Linked DNA regions of Mus musculus: regions 2, 3, 4, 5, 6 and 7 are each linked to region 1. A link is a contact called in public HiCAR-type, HiChIP or PLAC-seq and promoter capture Hi-C data. All regions are on one chromosome and are shown on one strand. Each heading gives the region's core, a stretch centred on a gene start, on an enhancer-like site or on the middle of the called end of the contact. The rest is flanking DNA. Distances are from core to core; before and after follow the strand shown.

What was found. Promoter capture Hi-C pulls out the DNA fragments that hold promoters and counts their contacts. HiCAR-type assays count read pairs that join an accessible place to other places. HiChIP or PLAC-seq counts read pairs in DNA pulled down with a chosen protein or histone mark. Capture Hi-C pulls out chosen DNA fragments and counts their contacts.
Region 2: a contact with region 1 is called in a promoter capture Hi-C map of embryonic stem cells, with 2.3 times the contacts expected there. The contact joins the promoter of Vax2os here to the promoter of Spr in region 1. A contact is called at or near these places in 2 of 39 promoter capture datasets (embryonic stem cells and liver) and 1 of 115 datasets of contacts at active chromatin or transcription factors (astrocytes).
Region 3: a contact with region 1 is called in a HiCAR-type map of astrocytes, with 6 times the contacts expected there. The contact joins the promoter of Tex261 here to the promoter of Spr in region 1. A contact is called at or near these places in 1 of 39 promoter capture datasets (embryonic stem cells), 2 of 115 datasets of contacts at active chromatin or transcription factors (astrocytes and pancreatic cancer cells) and 1 of 9 other capture datasets (liver).
Region 4: a promoter capture Hi-C map of adipose tissue shows a contact between it and region 1, with 2.7 times the contacts expected there. The contact joins the promoter of Nagk here to the promoter of Spr in region 1. A contact is called at or near these places in 2 of 39 promoter capture datasets (hippocampal neurons and liver), 1 of 115 datasets of contacts at active chromatin or transcription factors (astrocytes) and 1 of 9 other capture datasets (adipose tissue).
Region 5: an H3K27ac HiChIP or PLAC-seq map of microglia shows a contact between it and region 1, with 5 times the contacts expected there. The contact joins the promoter of C87436 here to the promoter of Spr in region 1. A contact is called at or near these places in 1 of 39 promoter capture datasets (liver) and 1 of 115 datasets of contacts at active chromatin or transcription factors (microglia).
Region 6: a contact with region 1 is called in a promoter capture Hi-C map of liver, with 3 times the contacts expected there. The contact joins the promoter of Paip2b here to the promoter of Spr in region 1. A contact is called at or near these places in 3 of 39 promoter capture datasets (embryonic stem cells, hippocampal neurons and liver) and 1 of 115 datasets of contacts at active chromatin or transcription factors (astrocytes).
Region 7: a contact with region 1 is called in a HiCAR-type map of astrocytes, with 6 times the contacts expected there. The contact joins the promoter of Zfp638 here to the promoter of Spr in region 1. A contact is called at or near these places in 7 of 39 promoter capture datasets (the 3T3-L1 cell line, 3T3-L1-derived adipocytes, cranial neural crest and 3 more) and 3 of 115 datasets of contacts at active chromatin or transcription factors (astrocytes, pancreatic cancer cells and stem cell-derived neural progenitor cells).

Annotation. Positions count from the first base shown.
Region 1 is chr6:85,136,070-85,139,592 of GRCm38.p6, reverse strand. Spr (sepiapterin reductase) reads left to right here and starts at 1,829. Exons shown (of 3, transcript NM_011467.2): 1 at 1,829-2,154; 2 at 2,480-2,770. The coding sequence starts at 1,848. It overlaps Gm10444 (a long non-coding RNA gene), which reads right to left and starts at 1,659. Exons shown (of 3, transcript XR_001785286.2): 1 at 1,166-1,659.
Region 2 is chr6:83,710,231-83,713,753 of GRCm38.p6, reverse strand. Vax2os (ventral anterior homeobox 2, opposite strand) reads left to right here and starts at 1,553. Exons shown (of 6, transcript NR_002871.2): 1 at 1,553-1,651; 2 at 2,929-3,020. Vax2 (ventral anterior homeobox 2) reads right to left here and starts at 2,515. Exons shown (of 3, transcript NM_011912.4): 1 at 2,211-2,515. The coding sequence starts at 2,457. Gm32943 (a long non-coding RNA gene) reads left to right here. Exons shown (of 4, transcript XR_003956456.1): 3 at 506-694; 4 at 830-956.
Region 3 is chr6:83,774,045-83,777,567 of GRCm38.p6, reverse strand. It overlaps Tex261 (testis expressed gene 261), which reads left to right and starts at 1,756. Exons shown (of 6, transcript NM_009357.2): 1 at 1,756-1,914; 2 at 2,471-2,550. The coding sequence starts at 1,845. Gm52907 (predicted gene, 52907) reads right to left here and starts at 1,633. Exons shown (of 2, transcript NR_168047.1): 1 at 1,342-1,633.
Region 4 is chr6:83,793,273-83,796,795 of GRCm38.p6, reverse strand. It overlaps Nagk (N-acetylglucosamine kinase), which reads right to left and starts at 1,739. Exons shown (of 10, transcript NM_019542.2): 1 at 1,514-1,739. The coding sequence starts at 1,542. It also overlaps the pseudogene LOC665004.
Region 5 is chr6:86,436,981-86,440,503 of GRCm38.p6, reverse strand. It overlaps C87436 (expressed sequence C87436), which reads right to left and starts at 1,830. Exons shown (of 10, transcript NM_001364557.1): 1 at 1,657-1,830.
Region 6 is chr6:83,829,935-83,833,457 of GRCm38.p6, reverse strand. It overlaps Paip2b (poly(A) binding protein interacting protein 2B), which reads left to right and starts at 1,717. Exons shown (of 5, transcript NM_146169.2): 1 at 1,717-1,823; 2 at 2,130-2,187. The coding sequence starts at 2,159.
Region 7 is chr6:83,912,720-83,916,242 of GRCm38.p6, reverse strand. Zfp638 (zinc finger protein 638) reads right to left here and starts at 1,890. Exons shown (of 27, transcript NM_001355286.1): 1 at 1,764-1,890.

The DNA.
Region 1 (3,523 bases), core at 580-3,079:
AAGGCCTGAAGAGATGGCTCAGCGGTTAAGAGCACTGACTGCTCTTCCAGAGGTCCTGAGTTCAATTCCCAGCAACCACATGGTGGCTCATAGCCATCTGTAATGGGATCTGATACCCTCTTCTGGTATGTCTGAAGAAAGGGACAGTGTACTCACATACATTAAATAAATAAATGATTTTTTTTAAAGGAGAGATGTAAACAGGACCCTGTATGCTTACTTTGGTTTAAAAAAATTCTTCTTTTCCTGGCTTTGTCTGTATGTCTGTGTGTGCTTATTCCTTTGTCAGTGGATGAGTTGGAGGTGGAGGCCAGAGGACAATGTGTATAGTTCTTTATGCCTGTCCATCTTTCAAAAAGTTTTGCTTTTGTTTTTTGTTTTTTAATTTTGTTTTTTGTTTTTGAGACAGCGTTTCTCATTGTGTAGCCCTGCCTGGCCTGGAACTCACTCTGTAGACCAGACTGGCCTCAAGCTCGGAGTCTCCTACTGCTGTATCCAGACTGCTGGGATTAAAGGTTTCATTGCAGCCACGTGGCTCAGAAAGGGTTTCATTGTGTAGCCCTGGCTGTCTGTCCTAGAACTGGCTTTGTAAACCAGGCTGATGCAAACTTACAGAAATCCTCCTGCCTCTGCCTCTACCTCCTGTGTGCTAGGAGCACCACCATTGCCTGGTCACACTTAGTGTTTTTAATGTCGGTTCTGGGGTTCAAACTCAGCATGATGGCCTTGAACTCACTATGTCTGTTGAAGATCCTTCAACTACTTTGGAAATAAGATAACAAATCCAATAGATTAGTGGTAAGTAAGTAGTTTTAAATATACAGTTCTGCTGAAAGGGAACTTTGGCATAGAGAAAAGGCATTAATGACGTGTTGATTTGGCACAAGACAGTGTTTTTTAAAAACCTATAGAGAGACATTCCGGCTCTCTTCTCATATAGGCCTACAGGATTTGCATCGCTCTAGGTCCCCTATTTCGTTGGCCTAGGACAAAAGCCTCATTCAATTTAAAAAAAAAAAATTGGAACTTGAGAATGGCCCCTACTGATTGCTGGTTTCCCAATCTGACCAGGCTAAGTGACTAGTCCTACCACTTGAACTTTCTGAAACAAAGAGGAGCTAGCCGCTGGCCTGCCTGCCTGTAATTCCGATGGACTCTAGCTCACCTCAGACTAAAAATGGATCAAAGCAATCTCTATGTCTTTCTCTGCTGTCCTCCTCAGACATCTCCAGAGAGCTGGGATATTTTTCTTTCCCATTTGAGATTATGAAGTTGTTTCTAGAGTGCATGACGCAGGTTGAAGGATAAGTACACAGGTCCCAAGGAACCAAGCGTTTTCACTGACGGTGATGAGTCTTGTTCGTGAGATTGTTGTGATTCTCAGCCTTTCTCTTCCCCTGTGTGTGCTCTTCATTTTCTGGTTCTGTCTGCCTAGCACCTCCTGGGGAAGCTGCTGTGCTTTTCCAGAGAAGGCTTCTGTTAATCAGAGTGCAAAGGGACCACAAGCTCTACACACTTCATCCAAGGCTGTCACTGGTCTCTAACTGGTATGTCCTGTATGGATAAAGACAAACCTTAACCCTGGAGGAGGAAGCTGATCCTGGAACAGGGTGGAAATTGAGAACGCGCCTCTCAGAAAGGGGCTGAGTTTGTGGGAGTGGCGCTCAAGGGGAACCCGGAAGCGCTGGGAAGGGGATTAGGATTTCCTGCCGAGGCCCGGCTGCCTGGCTTTTTTTTCCCCCGCCCAAACACCAGTGGATTCTGGCCCGAACTTCCGCCGTCCCAAGCCAAGAATAGGCTCCGCCCCGTCCTGGTTCAGTAGCTGCGCATGAGTCTGAGTTCCAGGCATGGAGGCAGGCGGGCTGGGCTGCGCTGTGTGCGTGTTGACCGGGGCCTCCCGGGGCTTTGGTCGCGCCCTGGCCCCGCAGCTGGCCCGGTTGCTGTCTCCCGGTTCCGTGATGCTCGTAAGCGCACGCAGTGAGTCGATGCTGCGGCAACTGAAGGAGGAGCTGGGCGCTCAGCAGCCTGACCTGAAAGTGGTGCTGGCAGCCGCCGATCTGGGCACCGAGGCTGGCGTGCAGCGGTTGCTGAGCGCAGTACGCGAGCTCCCGAGGCCCGAGGGGCTGCAGCGCCTGCTGCTCATCAACAACGCAGGTGAGAGTCCCGTCCAGACCCCGGCTGCGAGCTCTTACCTCATAGGCTTTTGGGTAGGTGAAGGGCAAGTCCCTAAAAGTCCAAAGTCCAAGAGGAGGGAGGGTGTATCAGTGTCACTACGGGGCGACAGTGCCTCCTGGCGGATGTGTGAGTCAAGACTTTTTGAACAAATCACTCTGCTTTACTACAGTATTCTTTGCTTGCATTAGGGGTGTCTGCAGAGCTGGGGCAGAGAGATAGCCTATGAGGAGGAACTGTGGAAGGCTGAGGGAGAAGAGTGCCCCAGTTGTGTCATTTCTTTGGTCCCGTTTTTTTTTTTTTTCAGCCACTCTTGGGGATGTTTCCAAAGGCTTCCTCAACGTGAATGACCTAGCTGAGGTGAACAACTACTGGGCTCTGAACCTGACCTCCATGCTCTGTTTGACTTCCGGCACCTTGAATGCCTTCCAGGATAGCCCTGGCCTGAGCAAGACTGTGGTTAACATCTCATCTCTGTGTGCCCTGCAGCCCTACAAAGGCTGGGGTCTGTACTGTGCGGGGAAGGCTGCCCGAGACATGCTCTACCAGGTCCTGGCTGCTGAGGAACCGAGTGTGCGGGTGCTGAGCTATGCTCCAGGTAGGTGGGTGCTCCTGACAGTGCTGTCCCTAGACTTAGCTGGTACCTTTCTGGGGGCTAGGCAAGGAGGGGAACCTGATCTATATTCTCCATAAAGAATCCAAAGACACCTTATATGCCCCAGTATAGGGGAATGCCAGGGCCAAGAAGCAGGAGTGGGTGGGTAGGGGAGCAGGGCGGAGGGAGGGTATAGGGAACTTTCGGGATAGCATTTGAAATGTGTATAAAGAAAATATCTAATAAAAAATAAATTTAAAAAATGTGACACACACACACACACAAAGAATCCAAAGACTATCGGGCCCCTACTACCTCTGGTAATGACTCCTCACTTCGTAAGAAAAATACAGACTCCCAAGACGTTGGAGCAGTCAGGGGCCGAGGTACTCAGCCTCAGGACTTGTCCGATTAGCAGGTGGGATAAACATCCAGACACATAAAATGCATTAAGACTAAAACTGAAAAAAACAAAATGCCTTTATATGTTCAGCTGTCTGCTTTTGTCCCTCAAGGGACACATACTGTTCCTCCATGTGTGCCCGACACCCAATAAAGCTGTATGGAGGATGGACACATGGAATGTTCAAAGACAAGCAAAGAGATAGTGGTGAGTGGTGAGCACCTCAGGCTGAGCCGTGCTGGACGCTGAGTGGAATGCAGAGGGTGCTAGCATGGAGAAGACAGGGCCGCTGTTCTTATGGACATTTAGGGTACGAGGACTTCTGAGACCTTGTCTTGTCCCTCTAGCCTATT
Region 2 (3,523 bases), core at 304-2,803, 1.4 Mb after region 1:
CACCTCAGCCTCCAGCTGCCCTTGGCCTTTCCAGTGCTAAAAACCTCTCTCAACCAATGCCACACCCGGGCGTGGGAAGGAGGGTGAAAAGAAGTGGAGAGGGTGGGGTCATTTCTTATGCCCACATAAGCTCTCCTTTGCACCTTAGAAGAATTGAGGGGGCTACGTACTCAGAGGACCAGAGGACAAGGGTAAAATGTACTAAGGAGGGCTCTTAATTTTGGACAATGGGGGCTTGCCTTCCCCAGTGTTGGGTTGGCTTTTCTCATGGAAGCCTCTACCCTCAGCTGTGGTGGGGCTTCGAGCAGTGACTGACACGGGTGACCCTGCCTAGGAGGGATTAGCAGTAAATGACGTCCCCGGCATTTCAGGCCTGTAATGACAGCCTTGTCATTAAATGGGGGAGGGGCAGAGGGATTTACGTTTCTGCATTTGCTTTTTATTTCAGTCCAGTGGATAACTGTACTTGTATTTAATATTTCCATTATATTTTACAAATGTAAAGGAATTACCTTGTGTGGGTACATTATAAAAGTATACCCCTGAAGAGGTACCCGGCATGCGCGTCTCTACTTGACTTAAATGGCTCTATCCCAGAGGACAGAGGGCCACATTTTACTCCCACCTCTGCAAGTCTGCACCAGAGACAGTCCCACTGATGCCCACGAGCAAGATTTATTTGATCTACATAAAGGTTGGTAGAATGGAGGAAGATGGTGTTTGGGCGCATAACTCAGTCATCCTGACCAGGGGAGACGCCTATTCTTAATGCATAGCACTGGCAAGGTCCTTAGCCTAAGAGCTTAGGCTGTGTCTTCATTTCTGGAAGGCTTGCAGATTCCCTCAACGAAACTCAACTGGTGGTCGCTCCTTGTCCTTAGAACCCCTCAGATGACAAAAGGGAATTCATATTAACCCCAGGTAACCTACAAGTCCTCACACCTGCGGGGATTCCTGGTGGTGTAACTGTCTTACACCATCAAGCGGGTCCCTAGAATGGCAGTAGCCACCCAGCCTTCCAATGACCACACCTATTCCCAGGAGTGTTTCTTTATTCAGGGTCCCTGGCAGCGTCTTAATTTAAGAGAGCTTCCTGTACCTCCATGCCCTGCCCTAGCTGGCTCTCAGATCCCCAGGGCCACTCACATGGTGACAGTGGTGGTGGGGGTCAGGAAAGTTGTACTCCACCTGCTCTAAGATATTGACTTGGGTGACAGAAACCTAGGTTTCCCTCCGTAAAAGAAAGTTGGCTACAGGCCTCCTGAGGCCTGTGGGAGGCAGCTGGGGGAAGCCAAGTGAGTGAGTCCGAAACCCCAGGATGGCGGAAAAACAACAGGCCTCAGGCCTAGGATCCAGTTGACCGCAGGACCCGAGACTTCTTTCTCCAAGTGTCTACCTGGGAGAGGCCCAGACCCAGGATACTGGCATTGGAGGTTTGGATCTGGATGAGCGATGGCAGGAGAGTGCCGGGAAAGCAAGTTTGCTGCGGGGGTTGAAGGGGGATGGGTGAAGGGGCTCCGACTTCGGGTGAGGGCGGGTGGAGCCGAGGAAGAAAGCGTCGGCCAGGCCAGGCGGCCAGGCCAGGCGGAGGAGCGCCGGAGCCGGCGGTATCCAAGCGAGTGGGAAAACTGGAGCAGCGGAGCCGCGGCAGGTCAGGCTACCCTACCGCCCACCCAGCCATCTCTAAGCCTCAACCCACGCAAGGCTAGGTGCTGGGAAATAAGGCTGGGTTGAAGCGGGGACGCATCCGACTGCCTGCGTGGCCCAGCCTTCCTCAGCAGCTGCCCACTCGGGTCCCTCCCAATCCTGTCCCTACAGCGCGCGCGTGACTTTCTCCGCCCTTGCTCCGGGGACCCCGGCGCGGAGGCCCTGGCTCTCGGTGTCGGGCTTCTCCAACTGATTCGTGTCCTTACTACACCAACCAGCCCGGATGGGCCTAGAGAGAGAGAAAGAGAGAGAGAGAGAGAGAGAGAGAGAGAGAGAGAGAGAGCACCGGTCCAGCAGGACGAAACAAGGTCCAGCCCCCTGCTTTGTCCCCCGCGTTCAGCTCAGTGTCCCGCACACAATAGGCACTCGGAGTATTTACAGGATGAACTACCAAATGAATGAACCACTGTATGATCTGAGAGATGGACGTTGTAGGGATGTCGGAGGCCCCAGGAAAGGCAGCTTGGTGGCCCAGGGAATCAGAGCTGCGGCTGTCCCCTTACCTCGTACCAGGATGCGGCGGCAGTGGTCTGTCTCACCGAGCGCCTGCTGTCCGTCGCTGTCCCCTCCGCTCTCCCTGGAGCCCGCAGGGCTGGAGGCGGAGGTCCCAGCAATCTCCCTCGGACTCGCGCTACCTGTGTCAGCACGCAAATCTTCCGCTCCGCGGTGCTCTCCGTGACGCCCGCTGCGGCCACCAGGCTCCTCCCGGCGCTTGGGGCCGCGGTCCCGCTCCGCGCCCCCATCGCCCATGCCCGCCGCCACTGCTGCTTGGGCCACAGCAGCCGCTAGTCCTAGCTCAGGGTAGCAGGTCCCTCCCTGCCCCTCCCCACCCCTTCCTCCATCTGCCCCGCCCCCTACAGGCCCCGCCCCCGTCGGCGATTGGGCGCGAGCTGGGGTTCCAGGACTCTGGGTGGATCCAGTAGGCGCAGCGCAACGGGAGTTCGTTCAGGGGGAGGAAAAAAGGAGGAGGGAGTGAGGGGAAGAGAGACAAGGGGAGGGAAAGAGGAGAAGGAGGAGGGATAGGAGGAAAAGAGATATGTGGAGAAGGGGGAGGGGATGGTGTCTTCGCGCCTCCTCGCGTGGGGCGGTGTTTAGAGCCTGGCAATGGGAGACTGGACAGCCCCGTGGTACAGAAGACCGCCCCACACCCTCTCATAAACTTTATTACTCCCTACCCATTGGTCCCTCTCGCCCTCTTCCCTCTGTTCCCTATATCTCCAGGGAAATGCACCTAGCTTTCAGTCTGGCTCCGCTTGATGGAAAACTCAGAGCTCGAGGAGGCGACCCTGACTCGACCCGGCAGAAAAGAGGAGGTTTGCTGGGCTCCGGAACTTGGTGCGGTGGGGGCGACGGTAGAGAGTGGGGTGTAGGTCTGGGGTTCAGGGCACGCGTCCCCCAACCAAGGCACTCACACTCAGGCACACAGAACAGCCACTTATTGTGGGGATCCCGCGAGTTTCGCCAGACAAGCCCGGGAGGCGGATGCTGTCCCCAGCCAGGGTGAGGTGCGGAGCTGGACCGGCAGACCGCCAGGTTGTACTGCCAAGAGCAAACGCTGGGCTCTCCCGCAGCTCTGAGGTTGTCACTCCTGGGACTGACACCTAGAGAATGAGACTGAGCACGGGCTTTTTTTTTTTCTCGCGCTTCTGTCCTGGAGCAGCCCCTTGTTCAGTGCCTGCTCCAGACGGATCTCTGGACAGGAGCCTGTGTCCTCTTGGCTACACGTTCTGCAGAGTCCCGCTTCTGTTTAGACAGTGTCAGGAAGTGTGGGGAACAGTCTCATTGTATTTGACTCAGCTTTAAAAAGAGGTTTGGG
Region 3 (3,523 bases), core at 507-3,006, 1.4 Mb after region 1:
ACGGAAGCATCTCTCCAGCCCAGTTCCTTTTTTGTTTTGTTTAGGAATGAGCACTTACTTTGTGAATCAAGAAATCTGACTCTGTGTGTGATATGTGTATGGTGGCACATACCTGTTGGGGGTCTAGGAATTGCCACACAAGCCACTCAGACACTGATCTTGGTCTACTAGGGATGGTTTACTGAATGCCACATCCCAAGACTTATTGAGTCAGGCTCAGGAGACAAACCATGACTCCAAGTTAAGATCCTCCAGGGTTGTAAAGCCCCAAGCCGCAAACATCTTGTGCCATGTTATTTCACCAATCAGGATTTAGGGATGGGGAACTTCCTTAGGAAGATGTCTTTGTGTACACTTGTCCTGCTCCCATTGGTTAGGGTATTCAACGGCTGCAGGGAACTTGCCTTTGTCTAAAATTCATGTCTTAACTTGTCTACCAGGATGGGACTTGTTTTGACTAAAATTCATATCTTAACTTGTTAACCAGGATGTCAGCTGCCCACATACCTGTCTCTCTCTGCCAATTAGGAAGTCAGTTCCCAGGGAAGTCTTGGGAACTTAAACTTTACTTGACCCCTACTCAAAATGGAGGGGGGGTCTTATTTTAAATAGTTTCTTATATCTCTTATGTTGGGGTTCATCCCAGGGGCAGCTTATAACAGCAAATCCCATAAAAGCTTATAGTCAGGTGCAGAAAGTATTGTTGGATGGTCACTTCAGACCCAAACTTGCTGTGAGTAACCATGCAAAGCATTTCTATTTAGATTGGTTTCCCAGGGCACAGAACAAAACAGAATACATAACCAATCCTGGCATTAGAAAGTTTCCTAGTAACAGTAGAAACATGAGCAAGTTTCCTTATAATGGCAGGCTGGCCAGGTGACAGTTACCTAGGCCTTAATATTGTACCTAGTCCTTAACATATAATATCTACCATTCCAGCACTCAAAACTACTTAGTGTCACCAAGGCCAGCCTGGAGGCACATAAGGCTGTTTCAAAAAAAGAAAAGATCTTTGCATGATGTTTCTACACCTTTAATCCCAGGATTTGGGATAAAGCAGAGGCAGGCTGGTCTCTGTGAGTTCAAGGTTAGCCTGATTTACATAGCAGGTTGCAGGACTACATAGAGACCCTTAATCAAAACAGACAAAACCAAAACCAAAGTTATATTTTGCCCTAGTACGGAGACTCCACACATCTGAAACCCTACCAATTGAGAGCTGGAGATGGGAGAGTTGACAGTTCAAAGGCCAGCCTGAGCTATGAGACCCTCCCTTTCTGAAAATAACAAACAAAAAGTTTGTTTGAGATAAGAGGCTTGTTGGCACTCTGAGCTTACCTGTGTCAGCCACTAGGTGGTGCTCTCTCAGATGATTACCTGCGGTGTCGCAAGTACAGTCAGTGCTTAGCTGTTGCTTTAGTCCCCACGCAAAAGTGAAGACCTGCATTGCAAAAGACCTCAGCCTAGAGGGAGAGTTAAGGCTGAAGGTGACCATTTAAAGGCACCTGGGATTCCAGATTATGCGGCTTCCTAGTGTGTGACCTGAGAGAAGGGAATCTTCCTCTCCCAGAAAATTAGGATCCAAGGCTGTGCGGAGCAGGCTTGAGCCAGGATTGGTTCCAATCAATCTGGGCTCTGTGTAGGCGCTCCGTACCGGGTGCAGCGCGATTTCGATCCTCCGAGCCGGTTAGCGGCGCTCGCGGGCTTGGCGGGGGCGCAGGGGCCGCGGCGCTCCGCCCTGCTCCTCTCGGCGTCCTCTGGGCGGGGACAGCACGGCGGCGGCCGCTCAGTGTCGCGGGAGCCGGACCGCGCAGGCCCGTCCCGGCGGCCCGGGGGGCGCCATGTGGTTCATGTACGTGCTGAGCTGGCTGTCGCTGTTCATCCAGGTGGCATTCATCACTCTGGCCGTCGGTGAGAGCGCTGACCCGGGCCGCGCGCGCCCCGATGCCCCGAGCCGCCAACCGCTGCTGCTCTTTGCAGCTGGGCGCTGACGACCCCGAGCTGGTCCTACTGGACCTCTGCGGAACCTTCCGGTGGGGATGCTTGGTTCCCGAGACGCATCCTTGCTCTTGGAGCCCTGAGCTCCCTACTCAGCCTGTCCCCTCCAGCTGGGACAGGGGGAAGGCCCCTGTCTGTCTCACCCGGCTGTGTGCTAGTGTACAGCACCCGGCCTGTAAACTAAGTGTTCTGCAGGTGTTGATTGACGAGTGAAGTTTAAGGTTCCCGGAACAGAGGTTAACTTTATGCTGTGCGGTCAAATCCAATATTTCTACAGTTGTCTTGGCAAAGTTCTATCTACTTGTGCAGATGAGAAGGACATCCCAGGGGTGCTTTGGCTTGTTCCCGACTTCCTGGAGTCTGAGGAGGGTTGGTGGGGGACTACAGGATGAGCAGGCTGGTGGGAGTGTCCCTGGCTGATCTCTTCCTGTTTGTCCCCCTCCCTCTGGGACCCCCTTCTCCTACCCAGCGGCTGGACTGTACTACCTTGCAGAGCTGATAGAAGAGTACACGGTGGCCACCAGCCGAATCATCAAATACATGATCTGGGTAAGTGGCCGCTTTTCCCTGGAGTAGTCACCCAGGGCTTGTTTGCCCTACATCAGAAACAGGAAGTGGGGACTGTTTGAGCTGGGGCTGTTTTGGTGCTGAGAACCCAGGATCTGAGGGTGTCCCACTTGCTTCCCTGCCCTGCAGTCTGCACTCCTGGGTCCAGATCACCCCTGGCCCTCCAGCCTCAGGTGGCATAGTTTCACAACCTACTGCCATTCCTTAAGGTGACAGTGCAGATATTTCATTGATAGGTATTCATGGCTTCGCTTTCCTGTGTCTGTCTCACAGTGTCCACGGTCTCTAACACCAGGTCCCCAATCCCAGCCCAGGCTTAGAACTTATAGGGACAATAAGGACAGTTTGTAACGCTTAGTTAGCTATTGCCCTCTCTCCACTCAGTGTCATTTGTCCTAAGGGAGAATGTCCAGCCCTTTCTCTTCCCTCATGGAGGTTTCTTTTCCTGAAGACTTGGTCCCTGTCCCTGTTAGAGAGGCTGTGAGGAAGACTGAGGTGCGGGGGGGGGGGGGGGGGAGGATACCTTTGGACAGAAAAGTTCACCTTTCAGTCGCCTAAAGTCTGCAGCTACTTTCACTCTCAACGTAGCCTGGGGTTGTAGTTTGTGGTAAAGACAGGGCTACAGCCAGCTCATTGGCTCAGTCTGTGGGTGTGGTTGGGATAGCAATTAGACCTTTCATCACCGACAACCGAAGCCTTTCTCAGACTGCCTGCTGGATTCATCACTGAGTTACGTAATTGATTCAGTAGATCATGCTTAGCATTCAAGGAAGCTATGAAATGGGACATGGGGGTACAGGCATGCATGCGGCCTTCGGTTAGATCCTCAGCTCCAGCTCCAAAAACAGTGCTAACAGTAAAAACGAGAGCAGGCAAAGTGAGTGTGCGCTCTGTCACACGTTGGGTATGTGTTTGGTGGAGTGCTGTATAAAATGTTTTTTTTTTCTTACTTTGG
Region 4 (3,523 bases), core at 490-2,989, 1.3 Mb after region 1:
CCTCTACTCCAAAAGCTACCTGTTTAGTGCCTGCTACACTCTGGAAAGAAAAAGGAGGCTTTGCTCCTTTTGCCTGGTAGGTCCTACTTCCTCTGCAAGGTCCCACTCACAGTCTGTCTCATGCAGGGCTTCTCCTTACATTAATAAGCTCTAGCTAGCAAAGACCGCTCTGAATCAAGAGTGTATTCCATTGTTTAGCTTCTCATGAGCTCCACTGGCTCCAGAGTGATGACCTATCCTCCTAACCTATCGTGAGCATGGCCCAAACGACTTATGGTAAATACGTCGGACGGAATAAGCAGACCTCTCACAACAGCTAAGGGTTACTTTGAGGACCTATCTTCTGACACCAGGGTCTTCAAGACACCTGTGAGAAACTATCACCAGTCAGGGAGAAACTCATACTGCCTTCAGCAACTAAGCCCTCCTGAGTTAAATCCCTGGGGTAAGTGGTACTTTAGAAGAAGGGTGATACGTGTAGGAGGATGTCCTACTGACCAATACTTTTTGTTGTTGTTGTTTTGTTTTGTTTTGTTTTTTTGTTTTTCAAGACAGGGTTTTTCTGTGTAGCCCTGGCTGTCCTGGAACTCACTGTGTAGACCAGGCTGTCCTCGAACTCAGAAATCTGCCTGCCTCTGCCTCCCAAGTGCTGGGATTAAAGGCGTGCGCCACCACCGCCCGGCTCTGACCAATACTTCTTGTAATAGACAATAAAGACTCGATCCAACTCAAAGAGTAGTACATCAAGAGTACATCCGAAGGGATATTAATGCATGAGACAGTAGATTAAAAATCCAAATTAATTTCTTGACAAACTGGGAAAAATAAGTTCTACCTTCCATATGAATATAACAAGGCTAAGTGCAAACTCCTACGCTGTGCTGAGGGTTTTTCCTTGTAAGGTATCATAAATAAAGCCAGGGGTCATCCGCTTTCGCAATTCACGGGAAGAGACTTCCGGGTAAATCAGCAGCAAGCAGCTAGGATACCAAATCTTCCTATCAGGTCCTGATTTGACACACCCAGTTCCACAAAATGCTTGTCACGCGCAGGGGACCGGATAAACCACCATCTTGCTCACTCTTGTCCTTGCCTTACGTCTCACCCAAAGCCATGCTTAGTAGAGCTACTTCCCAAAGTCAAGCAGACCAGCTTCTAAGCAGGAGAATATAGGAACCAAGGGCGTTCGGGGCCGACAGCAGTGGAGGGTCCGGAGCACCAAGATAAGACAGTGCTCTGGTGACAGCTGCTTAACTCCCGGGTTCCCTTGTGCATGAATCTCAGTCTCAGCTTCTGCCTCTTTCCCACGTCCACCCGCGACCGGCAACTTCCCACCTGACCCCCCAGCTCTGCACAACTCTCCAGGTTGACACAAGAGCCCTGTGGCAGAAAGGTGATGGCCGGGAGGGGCGTGGTCGCACCGTGGAGCACAAAGGCACCGGGCATGGTGTGGGCCGCCGCCCCCTGACCCGCCGCTCCCGGACGGACAGCCTTCGGCCGATCCAGCGCTCACCCTTCCACGCCACCATAAAGCGCGGCCATACTACCGTTGCCACCGCTGGTCCGCCGTAGCAACCTCGACCCTAGCCGTGACTTCGCTCCCGCCCACACGGGCACCGCCCCTTGTCATGTGACTACGACGCGCTTGCGTAGGGTGTGGATGCTACGTCCTCTCTCGCCCCTGCTGTCGCCTCCCGCAGCTTTCCCCTCCGGTTTTTTCTAGCCCGCCGTTCAAGTGACTGCTTCGCGAGGAGGCGGCACCCCAGCTGAGGCTCCTGGGAGGGTGTGTGAGGGCTGCCAAGGGCCAGCCGGAAGTAGCTGGCAGACGCGCGCTAACTGTGGGGTGCGCACGCGCAGACGCTTTTGGAGGCAAGCTCAGAGTCTGGCGGATGTGTCTGAGGACCAGGGCGGGAGCCAACGTCCAGACCACCCCACCCTGGCTCATGAGCGCACACTCTACCTTGTGCTGAGTACGCTGAGCAGGTCTCAGTGAGGCCCCAGGCTGCTGTCAGCTGAGGTTTGTGCGGCGGTGAGGATAGAGCCCAGGGTTTCATGTGTGTCAGGCTAGCGCTCTACAAGTGATCTGAGTCCAACTCTGTTCTTTCTGGACTGTATCTCGTCTGTATAACCCAGACTGGCATGGAATGCAATGCTGGCTCAGCATGCTAAAAACTGGCACTCACAGACCATATTTCACCTTCTGGCCACCACCTGCTCAACTCTAAACTGTGCAGTGGAACTGGAGGAAGAGAGGAAGATACCGTTAGGTCCTGTAGAAGAGTGACTCCTGCGTGTTTCCTCAGGCTCCAGGTTGTTCCAGCCCTACTTAAGAGGCAGCTTCAATAGCCAGGAGGACTGTCTGCTGCTCTTGACATTTCTTTGAGACTTCAGATGGAGTCTCCTTGGGGCTAGCATGTCTCTGTCCAACCTCGGACCTCTGAGCCTGCCTCCTGTGGAGAAATCTTGAACTGGGATCCTCTTTCCCTGTCAGATAATTGGGTCCGGTTGTGTTTTGATGTAAACAGTTGGGAAGGTGGGCACACAGAGCCTCATATATCCCAAACTCACCTCAGACTCTGGCTGAGGATGACCTTAAACTCCTGATTCTCCTGCCCCACCTCCCAAGTGCTAGGATGTTTTGGTGTAGGCTTGCTTTCTAAGGTTCCAGAGTGAATGAATTCTTTACCTCCTTTCTTACCTATGTGACTCAGTAAAGCACCAAATAATTCAAGAATAGAAATAACATTATTGCCTGATAGAGAAACTAGAGGGAAGTGAGACATTACCATTCACAGTACTTCAGAGCTGGAAAATGCTTCCTCCAACAACATCTTTAGAATCAAAGATAATTCCATAGGATTCTGATTGAATGGAAGTTTTGGCAAGAGTGTGATGTTGTGGGTGAATTCTGATGGAAAAGTTCCCTTTAGCACTGGTGTAATGAGTCTTGGGATCCATTTGTGACAGCGCTGATGTGCTTTTGTTCTGTTGTTTGAATCTTTTTGTAATGAGATTGCAAGTCACCAGGACTGGCCCTACACTCCTGAGGTGTCTGAGGCTGTCCTTGAATCCCAGTCTTTCTGTCTCCACCCCCTAAATGCTCGGATGAAAGGACCACACTGCCCTCCTGGCTTTGCATTACTTGTTTAGAAAGGAATACAGAGAGAAAGTTTGGTTTAAAGACAAGATTGACTTCTGAATTTGGGTGAGAATTACTGTAATCGCTGCCAGTTCTCCCCTTCACAATGAAGATGAGAAACCTCAGGGCCAAGACATGGCTCAGAGGGTAATAGCACCTGCTGCTCTTGCAAAGGACTGGAGGTGTGTTCCCAGGACCTACATCAGGGCTCACAAACCCTGTCACTGCAGCCCCAGGGGATTCAACTCTGTTTTCTGGCCTCCTTGGGCACTCTCCACTAATACGTGCACATATCATTTAAAATTAAACATAAAAAAGATTTCGAACTCCTAAAGATCCGATCAGATAGAGGTCATGTGGCCCAGGCTCATCTCAACCTCCCTA
Region 5 (3,523 bases), core at 581-3,080, 1.3 Mb before region 1:
TCAGAAATCCATCTGCCTCTGCTTCCCGAGTGCTGGGATCAAAGGCGTGCGCCACCACGCTCGGCTACTATTTCTTTTATTTATTCTTAAGATAAGGTTTTACTCTGTGACCTGAAACTTATTATGTACCTGAGGCGGGCCTTAAACTCTAGATAATCCTTTTATCTCAGCCTCCTAAGTGATAGGGCTACATGTATGGACCACAGTGTTGAGCCATATATTTCAATAAATGTAAATATCATAGTAAACATAGCTATTTCCTTTGTACACTTAACATTTTCGGAACCTGAAAAACTGTTTCCAAAGGGGCTGAAACCTATTTCCTGTGTCAGGCTATGTGCATATGAGTACAGGCAGCCATAGCCAACAGGCTGCACTGCATATGTCTGGAACTGTAGTTACAGGTGCTTGTGAGCTACTAGACATGGGTGCCGGGGACTCAACTCAGATCCTCTGCAAGAGCAGTATGTATTCTTAACTACTGGGTGGTCTTTCCAGCTCCCACCTCTTTTTTGAAGATAGGGTCTTACTATGTACACCTGGCTGTACTCAATATGTGGACCAGGCTGGCATCCAAATCACAGATATCCCTCTATGAGATTTTGTACCTGCAGAATAGGAAAAGGACTTCCATTAAAGAACTAAGTACAGTGTGCTGAGTAAGATGCGACTGTAAAGCCATTAAAAACAGTTGAGATCTGTATACCAGTAACAAAGCTTAGTGCTTTGTGTATGCTATGCTTGGTTTTGAAAGGAAAGGAAAGGGGAAAATGGGGCTGCAGAGATGGCTAGTGGTTAAAAGTGTGTATTGCTCTTTTAGAGGGCCCAAGTTTGGTTCCAAGCAGTAACATCAGGGCTCATCTGCCTAAAACTCTTAATTCTGGGAAGTCCAACTCCTTTGACACACTGGATATACACACATGCATACACAAAAATCTTTTTTTAGAAAAGACTTTAAGGACACAGCATAGTTGTCTATTTCCTCAGCAGTAATTTGAGACCCGAGAAATGGAGGTTTAATCTCATTTTTTTTACTATTCGAATTTGAAAACATGTATCACTACGAATTATTACAGAGTTTTTTTCTTATTTTCCTTTTTTGGGGTGTGGTGGGGCGGGAGGTAGGGGGCAGGATTTCTTTGTATCGCTCTGGCTGTCCTGGGATGGACCGGGGAAGCCTCGAACTCAGAGACTCGCCAGTCTCTGCCTGTAGAGTTCTGGTATTAAAGGAGCTCGTCACCATACCCAGTTTGTTCTTTTCTTTTTGAGACAAGGTCTGTTATGTAGCCTAGCTGTCCTGGAATTTGAGATCTTCTTGCCTTCGCCTCCCGAGTGCTGGGATGACAGGCTGCGCCACCACGCCCGGCTTGCAGACTCTGTCTTAAAAAAGGATACACAAGGAACGCGACTTGTGAAGGAGCTCCGCTGGAAACCTGAAGGGTCTCCCGATGATTGTCTCTTCTCAGCAAGAGGGTGAGCAGCGCCTGGCGCTGGCTGAGGGAACCCGAGGCGCGGTAGGCTGCCCCCTGTCCCATGCGGCCGCTGAGCTGGTCGGTGTGGGGACGCTGTTTTGGGCACGTGAACACCGCCCCAAGTAAGAAAGAAGTATTCGAGTGCATGCATTCACACAAGGGATCCTGTGGAGGCGCTATTTACCCATTTTAGGAATAAAACTGTCTGGTTGGATCGAGACGTCACAGCTCGCAGACCTTTACTGATTGTAGAATCAGCCCGGTCACTGTCAAATAACAGAGTCCGGGCCACAATTCCTCGGTGTTGTTTAGGGGAGCGCGCCTAAGCTCAGCTTCCGGGAACGGCCGGCTGGAAAACGCACTTCCCATGCGACCCGCTTCCCGGCATCCTGCGCAAAACGCCCACTTCCGGCGGCGTCAAACTGAGGGCCCAGCAAAAATGTCAGCAGTCCGACACGCAGTTCCCCGAACACTTTTTCCGCCTCTGTTCCCACCCTAAGCCGTGCTCCGCCGGTGCTTGGCCTCTCCCACTTTGCCCCCTTACCTGCCTCGCAACTCTAGGAATCTCGTTGGTGACGACCCTCGCCGCGTCTCTTCTCCTTTTACAAACGGACTTTTACAAACACGTCCAAACTGTTTGCTTGTAACGACGGTCGTTATTGGTCAGATCAGCCCACGTGCGCCAAGGGCCCGCTCACCTCCGCTGAAGTGGCACCATGGGATTTGTAGTATTTCAGGGGAGTGCTCTCTTTTGGAAAACTACAGAGAAGGCTCAGGGTGCTGACACTTTGTGGCTTTACCTAAACGTACAGAACACACCAGCAAGGGCTTCCCGGTGGTCCCTAGTACATCGAACCTGAACAATTCTGTGCTGAAAACAGTTTTACTGGAATCGGAAGCAGAGCTCGCCTGAGCTTGTATGGTTTTCTCTCGCTTCGCTCTTACACATTATTGAACGACTCCCCCCTTGGAAAGAGCCGAAATAGACTTTATGTATATTTGTTCTTCAGAATCGTAAATCCCCGGCACCAATATTGTGTTTCCTGGAACTCTTTCTGTAGATCAGGCTGGTCTCGAACATAGATCCGCGGGCCTCTTCCCTCCAATGTGTTGGGATTAAAGACATGTGCCACCACCGCACTTCAGAAACACTCGGAAAGCTATGGTGCCTTAGGTGAGGCCGGTGTGTTCCCATAGCTTGGACACCTACTGGTGGTGCGCTGTAGGCACAATTGCTTTGCTCTAGCCAAATTTTACTTTTCTCCGTTACAGTGGCCCTTTTCTGGGATCAGATTTTTCTAATATTGTTTCAGAAACTGAAGGAACTAAAAAAAGAGATGTTTCCTCTCGCCACAATTTTTATTTGCTGTTAAGTTCAAAAGCATTCATATTTATACCTGGATCACATGGCTAGTTAGTTCCTAGCAACTGCCTCAAGTGGTGACCAGAGAGCATCAACCCTCATTTCTTTGCCTGGCATTGGGAAGTGTTTCTCCTTTGTTCTATAGTTCAATGTCAAGCCCTCCAATAGAGAGACATGCAGACAACATCTTTCTGGATGCTGTTTCTCTCCTTTCTCATTAAGTGTGCAGTGGTTCATGAAAGACCTTGTGATCCTCACCTCCCTGTCTTCAGAACCAGCCAACTTGGGTGTCCTCACACCAAGCTCTCCCAGGCTGCAATTTTCAACTGACATTTAAAAAAAAACAAAAAACAAAACAAAACAAAAAAAGCAGATAAAAACAAACAAAACAAAACAAAAAGCCGGGCCGTGGTGGCACACGCCTTTAATCACAGCACTTGGGAGGCAGAGGCAGGCGGATTTCTGAGTTCAAGGCCAGCCTGGTCTACAAAGTGAGTTCCAGGACAGCCAGGACTATACAGAGAAACCCTGTCTCGAATAAAAACAAAAAACAACAACAACAAAAAACAGGATATTAAGTTAAGCCATTCATTGCATTGTATGTCCCAGTGGTATCAGGCAACGCCAGCTGCCCGCTAGTTAGTGGACCTCCTCCTCAAGTGTTTCCTCACAGGCCTGCATATTCCTG
Region 6 (3,523 bases), core at 468-2,967, 1.3 Mb after region 1:
GGCAGGCGGATTTCTGAGCTCGAGGCCAGCCTGGTCTACAAAGTGAGTTCCAGGACAGCCAGAGCTACACAGAGAAACCCTGTCTCGAAAACAAACAAACAAACAAACAAAGTAGATTCATTGAGAAAAACAGTGGGTGATAGACCTGGAGTACCTAAAGGACCAATTATGGGAGAATATTCCTTTAGGAGGGAGGAGGAAAAAGTTAATGTTAGACAGTGAATTTATCTACATATTTTCATTATATAACTACTTGTTTACTAAACCTATATTTTGTGTTGTGATTGTAATTAGCACAGTGGGTAGGAGAAGACAGATGTATGAGAAGTTTTTTTATTTTTAATTCCACTTTAATAAAAAGATTTATGTGCACGAGTGTTTTAACTTCAAGTATGTATATGGATTCAGTACTCTGGAGGCCAGAAGAGGGCATCTAATTCCCTGGAGCTAGAGTTACTGGTGGTTGTAAGCCACCATGAGGTGCTGAAAACTGAACCTGTCTTCTGCAATAGCAGCAAATGCTCTTAACTGTTGATCCACCACTCCAGCCATCAATATCCTATCTTCTTTTTATGGACATAACTTAAAATTTGGATATTGTTTTAGTTAGGGTTTGTATTCCTGCACAAACATCATGGCCAAGAAGCAAATTGGGGAGGAAAGGGTTTATTCAGCTTACACTTCCACATTGCTGTTCATCACCAAAGGAAATCAGGACTGGAACTCAAGCAGGTCAGCAAGCAGGAGCTGGTGCAGAGGTCATGGAGGGATGTTACTTACTGGATTGCTTTCCCTGGCTTGCTCAGCTTGCTTTCTTACAGAACCCAGGACTACTAGCCTAGGTATGGCAGCACCCACAACAGGTCCTCCCACCCTGATCACTAATTGACAAAATGACTTACAGCCGGATCTCATGGAGGCATTTCCTCAAGTGAAGCTCCTTTCTCTGTGATAACTCCAGCTTGTGTCAAGTTGACACATAAAACTAACTAATACAAGGTATCTTAAACCCAAAGGACAGAACAAGTGTGTGTGTGTGTGTGTGTGTGTGTGAATGTGAGTGTGTGTCTTGTTTTTCTGAGACTTGGTCGCAATATGAGCTCAAGCTGGCCCTGAGGAATTTGTGATTTTCCTGCCTCAATCTTGAGCCTGCTGGGACTGAAAATGTCAAATTTGTTTCTAAAAACGTGGAAGCAACCCTTTCTGTTCTTCCAATCTCCCAAATAGTCCTAATTTTTAACCTCACGACTTAACACAGAAGCAAATTCCCGCTCTCAAAACTCATCTCTAACTAATGGACAGATGAGGAAATCCCTGAATCCTACTCCCTTTTCTAAAGTGATCTAGACAAGTGACACAGGCTTCCAGCTTAGCCAATGGATGAAGCGGGAGCAGAAGCCTTTGTAAACAAACCCGGAGTCCTTGCACTCTGGCTCCTCCCCAACATGGAGGTGATTCATCCTTGGCCTGGAAATCTAGGCGTGACCAATGCTTCTTCAGCCAATCAGAGCTGGGAGTCTCCATCGAGGGCGGAGCGAATGGACAGACGCTAAGACCAATCAAAAACTGGAACTTCTGAAAGAGCTGGGCGGGCATTGTTTCACATTTAGACCAATCAAAACCAGGTAAGTGAGCGGCATTCTCTGCTGTCCAATAGATGGACGGGGCGTTGTCCGGCAGCCAATGAATGGCGCTGGGGGGCGGGGCGAGACGCGCGTGTGAGGCCGAGGTACCTCGAGCGTTTGTGCGCCGAGGCTCGCGCTCTTAGGAGGCGGCGCTGTGCTGTGGTGCGGACCTCGGGGCGGCGTTGTCCGCGCGGCCAGGTGGGTTGAGGCGTCGGGGCTGGGATCGTCTGGCCACCCGGGACTGCGCACAGCCCCTCTACCCGCGGGCTGCCCGGGAGCGCGCACAGCCCCTTCCCAGCGCGGCCCGGGCCCAGGCCGTCCGACGCTCTGGCGCTCGCGGGCCAGCTCCTCTCACCTCATCCCTTTTCACCATCCTTGCTACGTATGACCTGCCGCCTCCTGGCGCCCCTCCTCTCTCTCGCCTTCTGAGACGTTCACTCTCAACCTCAGGATTTCAGCCTCATTTCCCCCGGAAACTAACACCTCTCACTTTGCTTTTTGTAGGCACCTGGAAGGGTGAAGGCGAGAGGCAGATGACGACGCTGAACACAGGCTCCGCAAGGTTCGGAACTGCAATGGGCTTGCTTAAACTCTCTCTGCCTCCCCTTCAATGCCATCTAATCCCACTCTTCTTCTAGAATCATTGTCCTCATAAAGTGCTTTTGCTCAAAACTGCTGAAAATGCAGGTGGAAAGGCTTGCCAGCAGCAACCAATTTGAAATCTGTTACGTGGAACGGGATGGAACGGGATTCTGACCCAGCTTAGAGCACTAATTTACACTATGAGGAAGGGCCTGGTCATCCCGGACGTCCGTAAGATACGGGATATATGTGATTATCACACACAGCCTCTGAGAGAATTACAACAGCCCAGAGGCGACCTTCAGCATTATCTTTACAGAGAATTTATTTGTTTATACCTCATAGTATGGCAGTGTTTGGCTTCCTGTGGTGGTTCTAACCATATGTTTCTAGATGGCCTTCCACACTGTCTCAAACCCAAATAAAAATATGCCAGACGTTTACTGCGAATAAATTAGCTTATCACTCATAGTTTTAACTGAGATTTTAGAAGTTGAGGAGTATTAGACAATAGGGGTTTTATTTTGGAAGCCAGAGGACATTGAGTATTGGAATACGTCTAGTACTTTAGGCAGAAAGGGAGAAAGAATAAGATATCTATCCATATCCAAAATTGCATTGTTCTCATGTTGTCATTTTCTTGGCTTTATATCTGGAATTGTTTTTCTTGGTTTTCAAAAAGGAAAATTAAGTCGTAGTTTAGCATCAGATTCACTGTTGTGGAGTTTGTAAGCTTTACTTTACTATTTTTCTTATCCAATTTGTAGCACATAACAGTATATAGTTCCTTGTGTTTTGCTGTGGTAAGATTTTTGTCGTAGTAGAGAAAGAAGTCTGTTAGAGGAAATTAAAATCAGTCTTTCCTCATAGGTGACAGCATTGCCTCGCAGGCCTTATGTTTGTGCCATATTTTTCACACTGGAAAGAGCGGAATCTTAAAACTGTTGTGATTTTTGTCAATTATAGCAGTTGTCTAAGTCATGGGTAAAATACGATCTCTGAGTTGGTCACTATAGTACGATCTCTGAGTTGGTCACTATAGTAAACTGTTGTAAGTCTGCATTTGAAAATCAAATGTACCTACCATGTCTTTGATAAATCTGTGCTTAGTGATCACTTGTTTGGAAATTTAGAAGATGGTAGCTTGTGCTTCCTTCCTTTGATCTTAAAGTTTAGTAGAGGAGAGACCTATAAGCCAAGAATTAAATGCACAGAGACTTCTGCTGTTCAGGATGTGGGACTGGAGAGAAGCCCTATCCTCCATGTTCCAACCTCAACTCATGTTCCCCTAGATTTCCTCAATTGCATTTCCTTAA
Region 7 (3,523 bases), core at 641-3,140, 1.2 Mb after region 1:
AATCCCAGCAACCACATGGTGGCTCACAACCATCTGTAACAAGATCTGACTCCCTCTTCTGGTGTGTCTGAAGATAGCTACAGTGTACTTACTATAATAATAAATAAAAAATCTTTAAAAAAAAAAAAAAAAAAAAAAAGAAAACAAAAGTTCAGAAAGACTAAAACAACTAAAGTCTCACACATAATAAGAGCAAAAAGGATTTGAATCCATAACTTTTGGTTCCAAAACCTATTCTCTGCCCATTAGACTCCTCATTTTTATTTATTACATAAAAACCAAAGTCTCAGAGATCTTAAAACACTCTTACAACACCCAGAAAATGATGACTGAGACAACCTTTTTTAGAACTAGAATTTATGGTAAAAAGCACATTCCATAACAAATGCAGAAAACTACAACGTATTCAATGTACAAGGTTATGTATGTGTCATGAACACATTTGAAAACCAGCTAATCAAAACAAATGAAGGAGATTTTTGTAATTTCTTTCAACTGTTTTATCTTTACCCATTGGTTCCTACACAAATGATAAGGCGGGGAATGGTCTAGCATATTTTAGTATATTACATTTTGGATTCTACAAATATGAAAGTACACATTACAGAATATGGAAATATAAAAGTCAAAATTTGTAAAGCAGCTTGAGCCCACTAAATCTTAAGTGTATAATCATTAATAACATTTTGAAAAAATGTAATAAACAACTTTATTTTTCTGTGTTAACAGCTTTACATTAATTTTTCTTGTAATCTTTTTCCAGTCTGTCATTTTAAATTTCTAAAATTAAGCAGTAAACACAACTCCCCTGAAAAACAAGTTAACCCATCATACACAAAATGAAGAGAGGGAGAATTTTATGTGAGAGTGAACAATTTCCAAACTGGTTAGGAAAGATTGACTCCACATGGTCGGGTGGATCCTGGTAAGAAGCTTTTCTTCAGAACTTTTCACATTGAGTGCGCCTTCCAGAATTCCCAAACTGCCAAAGGGTAATTTTAATATTAAATAGCTCGAGGCTACAATCACTGTCAAGCTCAAAGATTTTGTAATACTGAGACTCCCTCATAGGCAATTACTTCAAACAACAAAGGACGTCTGGCACATCCTCGGGGATGAGAGTCGGTGTACAGACCTCTCCGCTCTTCCCCAAGCTAGGAACCACACCAACACAAGCATGTATCCCCACATCAGTGTTCACGACTCCTCTAAGAATGTGGAAGTGTCACCGCCATTTTCGACGACATCCCAGGGCCGACAATCTCGGCTTCGGTGCTCACTGGGGCGCTTGGCCCACAACAGCCCGCACACCCCGCTCCCAGCCCCCTGCAAGGAAGCTCTTCCAGCCCGACTAAGGGCGCACGCGGCCCGCGGGGCTCCGAAAGGCGCTCGGGCACGCGGCGGTCTTCCCGCTAGCTGTCAGGCCTGGGGAGCGGCAGACCCGCGGCGCTGGGGAAGGGGCAGCCGGACTCCCCGAGGGCGCCGCCCGCTCCTCCTCAGAGCAGCAGCATCCGGCGGCTGCGCCCACGGGCACTGCGGCGCGACGGCGCGGTCGGCGAGTGGCGAGGGGAAACAGGCCACGGCCGAGGCCCACCCGGGGTCCCTCAGCTCCACCCGCCCCGCCGCCGCCATCTTGTACGCAGCGGCTGCGACACATACAATAGTCGACCGCGACCTGGCAGGGACCGCTCGGGGCCTGCGCTAAGGACCTCTGCCTTCCAGTCCCCGGCTCCCCGCAAGGCAGCGGCCCTACCTATGCCTACCGACTAACAGCTGGATCCCATCCGTGCCCCACACAGTTTAGCACTCGGCCTCCAGTCACCGCGATGAAGCAGCTACCGCCTCCATGGGACTACACGCATGCGCATCTTCGCCTAAAGCCCTCGTCCGCTCACTGCGCCTGCGTGCCTCAGGCTCCGCGTTCTCCAGAGACGCTGTCGGGGGACAAGGCCGCCCTCTGCCAGAAGGGGGCGATCGCCAGCTATGGCTGGTCCTACACCTGCAGCGGTCTGGGTAACATCACTCAAGATTTTAGAACCTGCAAACCATCCCTCTTCTCTTCCATGAAGCCTTCTCTGATTACTATTCCCTCAGTATCACAACGTAACATTCACTTATTAACATATTCTCGCTTTTACTGCTCACTCCCATCGCCCCCTTTTTAAAGAAAAGGTCTGGAACTTTGAACTCACATAGATCCCACCTGCTTCTGCCTTCCAACTGTTGGAATTATAAGTGTGTGCCTCCACACCCAAGTACGTTGTAGCTGTCTTCAGGCACCCCAGATTAGGAATGGTTGTGAGTCACCATGTAGTTGCTGGGATTTGAACTCGTGAGCTTCAGAATAGCAGTCAGTGCTCCTAACCACTGAGCCATCTCTCCAGCCCTTATCTCCCACCTCTTAAATGGGAAATTACACCGTGCAGTGTTGGTACAGGCCTTTAATCTCAGCACTTGACAGGCAAGATGCAGGCAGAAATCTGGGAAAGAAGCCAGCCTGGTCTACAGAAGATGTTCCAGGACAACCAAAGCTACACATCCCTGTCTCAAACAACACAAAATAGATAGAATAATAAAATGGGAAATTAGAAAGGAATAAAAGTTAAGGGCTGAACTGATTGATGGCTCAGCTGTTAAGAGCACTAGCTGCTCTTCCAGAGGTCCTGAGTTCAATTTCCAGCAACCACATGGTGGCTCACAACCATCTGTAATGGGATCTGATGACTGCTTCTGGTGTGTCTGAAGACAGCTACAGTGTACTCATATACATAAAATAAATAAATAATTCTAAAAAAAAAGTTTAAGTCAAAAGACTAATATTGAAAAATTTTTATATCATTTCAGAATTCAAAAAATAAACTACCTGAGTGGTGAACATCTATAATCCTGATTGATTTTACCCATGAAAAAGATTGGGCTAAAATTTTTTTAACTGTTTTCTTCAATGTTCTATCTTTTTAAATTGACTCAGTTATGCCAATATAAGCTAGTTCAAAAAAATTAAAGGACTGCAGGACAGTGGTGAACTGCCTTTAATCCCAGCACCTGGGAGGCAGAGGCAGGTGGATTTCTGAGTTCGAGGCCAGCCTGGTCTAGAGTGAGTTCCAGGACAGCCAGGGCTACACAGAGAAACCCTGTCTTGAAAAAAAAAACAAAAAACAAAAAAAAACAAAACAAAAAAAACAAACAAACAAACAAAAAAACAAGAAATTACAAATTAAAAAAAATAAAAATTAAAGAACCATCCTCCTCGGTGAAATTTTTAGGAGTCCAGTGGTGTGGAGCAAGCAGAGATATTCCTTCCAAGGTGAAAGGTAAGTTACTGTACCTGGATCCTCCCACCATCCAGAAAGAAGCACAACGTTTAATGGGTCTATATGGACTCTGGAATGAACTACAATCCAGAAAGGAGTTGTAATGCTGCAGCTGTCCACTTCTTGGTGGTGCAGGTATAATGTTCAGGACTGCCAGTAAGCCAGGTCCTAGACTTCTCTCCCTCAGTCAACAGATCATAGGGAACCCC